Regions from separate parts of the Zea mays genome. Here region 1 is linked to region 2. A link is a contact called in public Hi-C data. All regions are on one chromosome and are shown on one strand. Each heading gives the region's core, a stretch centred on a gene start, on an enhancer-like site or on the middle of the called end of the contact. The rest is flanking DNA. Distances are from core to core; before and after follow the strand shown. Region 1 holds the start of LOC100273258. Region 2 holds the start of LOC103651450 (cinnamoyl-CoA reductase-like SNL6).

The links. A called contact is a pair of places that touch in the nucleus more often than the background predicts.
Region 1: a Hi-C map of bundle sheath shows a contact between it and region 2, with 2.5 times the contacts expected there. The contact joins the promoter of LOC100273258 here to the promoter of LOC103651450 in region 2. A contact is called at or near these places in 2 of 25 Hi-C or Micro-C datasets (bundle sheath and endosperm).

Annotation. Positions count from the first base shown.
Region 1 is chr3:221,734,510-221,737,395 of Zm-B73-REFERENCE-NAM-5.0, forward strand. It overlaps LOC100273258, which reads right to left and starts at 1,579. Exons shown (of 1, transcript NM_001147700.1): 1 at 1-1,579. The coding sequence starts at 1,522.
Region 2 is chr3:221,267,232-221,269,931 of Zm-B73-REFERENCE-NAM-5.0, forward strand. LOC103651450 (cinnamoyl-CoA reductase-like SNL6) reads left to right here and starts at 1,343. Exons shown (of 5, transcript XM_008677078.4): 1 at 1,343-1,954. The coding sequence starts at 1,687.

The DNA.
Region 1 (2,886 bases), core at 329-2,828, 470 kb after region 2:
GTCTCCTGTAGCTCACCATGACTTCACCTTTGGGCCTCATGGAGATCATGTTCTCCGTCTCCGGGAAGGGAGAAAGCAGCCGGAGCTCGAAGTTCCTGAGGAGATGGCTCAGTATCACTTTGATCTGCAGGTAGGCGTAGCCCTCGCCCATGCAGGCATGCTTCCCGGCGCCGAAGGAGGTGTAGGCGAGGTCGCCGCCGACCCTGTCCTCCTCCCTCCAGGCGGCGAAGCGATCCGGGTCGAACACATCAGGGTCCCTGTAGATGCCCTGGAGCAGATTATTCACCACCAGCGGGCTCGCCAGCATGCGCCCCTCGGGGACCTCGTACTCGGAGCCGTCCTGAGTGCGCACGGTGAACGGCCTGCGCGCGCGGCGGAGGATCATTGGGGTCACCGGGTGCAGCCGCAGCGCCTCCTTGACGCTGCGGTGGAGGACGTCCATCCGGAGCAGGACGTCGTAGTCGATGGCTGCAGCGTCGTTCTGATCGTTCCTCTGCAGCAGCCTCTGCTCCTCAGTGGCTGCGTGCAGCCACTCTGTGTGGCGGAGCAGGCGCGCCGCGGTCCAGGTCGTGACCGTTGCGCTGGTGTGATGGCCGGCGAAGAGCAGCGCCACGAGCAGGCCGGTGACCTCCGCCTCGGTCGTGCCGCGCCCGTCTCTGTACCTGGAGTCTAGCAGGCCCTGCAGCATGTCGTGGTCGCGGTCGCCGTCGTCCCCGGCGCCGCGGCCGGATGAGCATGAGCTCTTGCGCAGCCTGGCGATCCCGGAGAATATCTCCTCGAGCCTGGCGCGCGCTCGGTCGCGGCGGCGGTGAGCCGGGGTCGGCAGGTACGGGAAGAAAAGGCTCACTAGGTGCAGGCCGCCGATAAGCTCGCGGAGGAGCGAGGACACCTCGTCGTGCATGTGATCCCGAACCTCCTTCCCCAGCAGGCACCGGCTCGCAATCAGCAAGAGAACGTCCTCAACCTGTTGCTTCAGATCGACCGTGCCGGACTGCCCCCACCTGGCGAAGTACTCCTCCACCTCGCGGACCATGAGACGGGCATGGCTCCTGAGCTTGGCCGGCCTCAAAGTGTCGGCGAAGAACCTGTGCTGCTCGTTGCGCGTGTCGTTGTCGACGTCATAGCCGACCCCTTTGCCAAAGATGGGGACGGTGACCTTGTAGACGTCGCCGATGCTGATCTCCGACTCGGCGGCATGGAAGAAGTGGGCGGACACCTCGGGGCCCACCAGGAACGTCACCTTCACTCCCAAGGAGCTCAGCGTGAACACGCTGCCGAGCTTCAAGTACTGGTCGCAGATCACGCCTTGCAAGCTCCTGGTGAGGATGGCAGGCAGGACGCCGAGGAGAGGAGCGCCCTCCGCCACCGGCGGCTCTCGGCGCTTGGGAGGGGCGAAGACGGTTCTTCCCATCTGCTTGGTGGCAGCCAGAATCAGGACGGAGAGGATAGGGAGCACGGCGATCGCCATCGCCGCCAACCACGTGTGCGCAATCGTTGCTGTATGATGATGATGATCTTCCATGGCGCAATCAGCTGGGCCTGCGCTGCGCGTACGTACTGCTGCTCCAACAAAACAAAGAGGAATCAGTGTCGATGACATCCAGGAACGAGAGAAGATATATGTAGGGTGTTTGGTTTGAGGAATGAGCTAGTTCATCATCTTCTCACTCCTCACTATTTTTATTTGGTTTGTGGAATGGAATGAGTTGATCCATCACCACCTCATTCCTCATAGTTAGTTAGTTAGTACTAATATGAGGAATGAGGTCATCCCACCAAATTTGAGGAATGAACCTATGATGCACCACCTCAATTTGGATGTAGTGATTCCTTAAACCAAACACCCCCATGATGATTTAATCGATCTTGGGTAAACACAGTACGCTGTAGTGAATTAGTACCAGATCGAGAAGTTGAGCACACCTGCAGGCTGCAGGTAGAGAATTCCAATCTTTTTCGTCCTCGCTTGTGAGAGCCCTCGAGTGCTTGCTTGAGAGCCCGTGGATTCAAAAAGGACCGAGTGGGATTAGAACGGTGTGACTTCTAGGATCGGACCGGATTGGACTGAGCTGAAACAAATCAATGTGGGTTGGGATTGGAGTGGGTCATGAGCTTAATGGCCCTATGATTGGGGCCAGATGTTGATCTATTATCGGTCGATATAAATAGAGCCCATTCGAAAGGATTTGGAAGCTCAAACGTCGATTTTGTTTATTTATCAATTCATATATTCTAAATTTTAGGACACTTTATATTTTCTATATCACTAGCTTATATAAATTTAGATATATGCTATTGTGTGTTTGAATGCACTAGATCTAATAGTTAGCTGATAAAATTAGCTCAAAACATCTAAACAGTTTAGTTATTAGCTACTTTTAGCAAATTAGCTAACAGTTAGTTAGCTAATTCCACAAGCAATTTTATAGCCAACTAACTATTAGCTCTAGTGCATTCAAACACCTCCTATATATAGATAACAACAACAAAATAATTCATTGAAAATACAAACTAACCTATAATTTAGAATGATGTAGGTACCCCTTTGTTATTTTTTATCTATCACGTGTCGCGTTTTAGTTGAAAATGAATCAGTCGACGATAAATATTCGAGAACAGACATAGTAATAAATAAACTAGCACAACCTAACTAACCCACTACCACCTTGTCCTTTCTTAATAACACCAATATAAGATCCATAGTCCATATGTCCTTTGTCCCTCTTTTTTCTAAACCTAACATAGACAATGACGCTGAGACATGCACACTCGTCCTACTGCTAAGTAATGAACACCATCAAATTTAAAAATAATTCTTAAAAAATACTATAGCAACATAACTTTAGTGGAAAGCCTCAGTTTGTTTAATGTGCATATGCTCTATCA
Region 2 (2,700 bases), core at 93-2,592:
AGTGTCCCCCCGTGCATGGGAGGACGTAGGTCGTTCTAGTTAGGGATGTCTCTAGCCTTGATGTTTCATGTCTTAAACCATTCATGATGACTAGTTTCTTTTAAGTGTAGGAGTGTCCCTGAGGCCCCGAGATCCTTGGTCACACTTAAGTGGACTTTGCTAGATTTGGTGGTGTAAATGTCATTATTTTGGAGTGCCCTGTGATGGTTAAGACCCATCTTAACTGGAGCCGCGATACGTCATGGTACATCATGGGGTAATGGGTATGGGTCCATACCGCAGTAGCTAAGATCCCACAGTAACTTTCTATACTGGGATCCTTAAATATGTCTTGGCAACAACATACGAATAACTCTTCTCAAGTGCTAAGCATTAAAGTCAAGATCATTTTAAACAAAAAAAATATTATTAAATCCCATTCACACCTATATAATCGTCTAATTTGGTCTAGATTCTAAGGTACTACCTCCGTTCTCGAATATTTGTCACCAACTAATTTACTTTTAAACTAAAACACGACAAGTAAAAAAAATACTAGTTTGTAATAATCGAACCGGGACCATCGAAATCATTGGCGTGCCGTGCGTGCGAAGCATTAGGGGTGGGCATTTTAAAACCGAAACCCGAACCCGAACCCGAATAGACCGAATTATCGGTTTATTCGGGTTTGGTTCCTATATGTGCTATATTTCGGGGTATGGGTTTGGGTTCGGTTCCTAACCTTTAAAACCCGAATAGACCGAATAACCCGAAATATAAAAAGCTCTTAATATATGATGATATTATTATATGATTTATAAACTTATTAGTTAAAAATTGTGATATCATCTTAAAGATAGTATATATGTCTCAGTATACTATTTTTTATAGTCGCTTGTTGTAATAATAGTACTTCCAATTAACTATTAATTGTATATATTTTAACAAAAGATAATAGTCTCTATACTATTCGAGTCTATTCGGTGGACCGAATAGACCGAATCGAAATTGTGGGTCTATTCGGGTTCGGTTCCTAAAATTATTTTGAAAATTTCGGTTCTTATTTTTCATAACCCGAAATTTCAAAAAATCCGAATATATAGAACCGAATTACCCTAACAGACCGAATGACCAGCCCTACGAAGCATAGCGTGTCTACTTCCGCTACCAAAGGCTAAAGGCTAGACCGTTGGATAGGAACGGCAGTGCGATCTCTGCCGTCCATGTCAACTAACCAGATGTCCCGGCCTCCCGGGAAACAGGCTCCCCACTCCGTGCTACAGAAGAAGAAAAAAAAAAACAAGCCCCGGCGGAGCTAAAGTACGGAGGCTGGCAGCAGCCACAGCCAGTCGACAGACAACACAGTGGCTCACCACGCGGGCGCCCCCGCAACGCACAAGCCTGCTTACCTACCCAACCCCTCGCGCGACGAAACACAGAGCGATCTGTTGCCTGAGGCGAGTTCCCTCCCTCCTCTCCGAAAAGTTCTCACCTTGTAGTTAGCATGTGGCTATTTATCCACGTCTCCGCCTGCGCTCACCCACCCCACCCCCACTCGTTGTGAGTACACAGTACACTCGCGAACCGCTCCACCAACACCAGGCCACCGGGAGCGCGGCAGGCCCCGGACGGGATTGGCAGACGCGCGCAGAGGCACGTACCACTACCGCAGCAGCGCGGGCGCAGGCAGGGACCCGGGCCGGCGGCATGGGCGTCCTTCGGAGCACGCAGAGCCTTCAGGCGGAGGTGGACGAGCTGCGCGCCGCGCTCCTGGCAGGCGGCGGGCACGAGGCCGCGGGCGGGTGGCGCCGGTCGGCGGGCCACGCGGACGCCAAGCGCAGCCCCGGCGGCGACGCCGGAGGGGCCGCGGCGCGCGCCGTGTGCGTCACGGGAGGGATCTCCTTCGTCGGGTTCGCCGTCGTCGACCGCCTCCTCCGGCACGGGTACACCGTCCGCCTCGCGCTGGAGACGCAAGGTATATATCCAGACGTCGTCCTCCCGCACTACTACCTCGGCGGAACCTACCCGTCCGCTTCTCTCTCCCCCGGCCGCTCGCTCTCGCTGCCGTTTGCGCCTTCTTCTGGTTCTGGGCTCTGGCCTTGGCCTTGGAGCGGCTGTCGTGTGCTCGGTTCTGCTCGTTAATTTGCTCCTCGTCAGTCGTCACGCTGCTGGTTCAGGCGGCACTATGCGTCCATGTCCCAAATACTGACGCCGCAACTTTCACGTGTTTAGGCATGCCGAAATATATCATTCACTTGCCATCACTGTTAGCCCCCACCCCGTTTGACAGGGACCGCTGCCTGGCCAGCGGGTCTTCTCTTTCCTCCATGATGAGTTTCAGACTTGGCTGGCTGACAATGGCCTCTCGCTCAGCCTGTCTTCCCTTTGTCATTCATTTGTCTGTTAAAAGATCGAACGGTAGTTGTGAAATATGACAGCCACATCCTACATGCATAGATAGGGCTCTGCGGCACATAGTTTTCGCGCCCATCCGTTTCTTTTTATTTATCGTTGGATAGTTTAATTTTGCACTATTCAGCGATAACTAAAACGAAATGGAGGGAGTATATTACATATAGCCTTCCCATTGCTTACCTCACATGGATGATCCGACCAACTCGCCTGCGGAAACAACCGAAAGAAAGAGGACGAAGGACGAAACGAACTTATCACCAATCTAACTTGCTCCTGATATTGCCACTCTATTCTATAGGATACCAC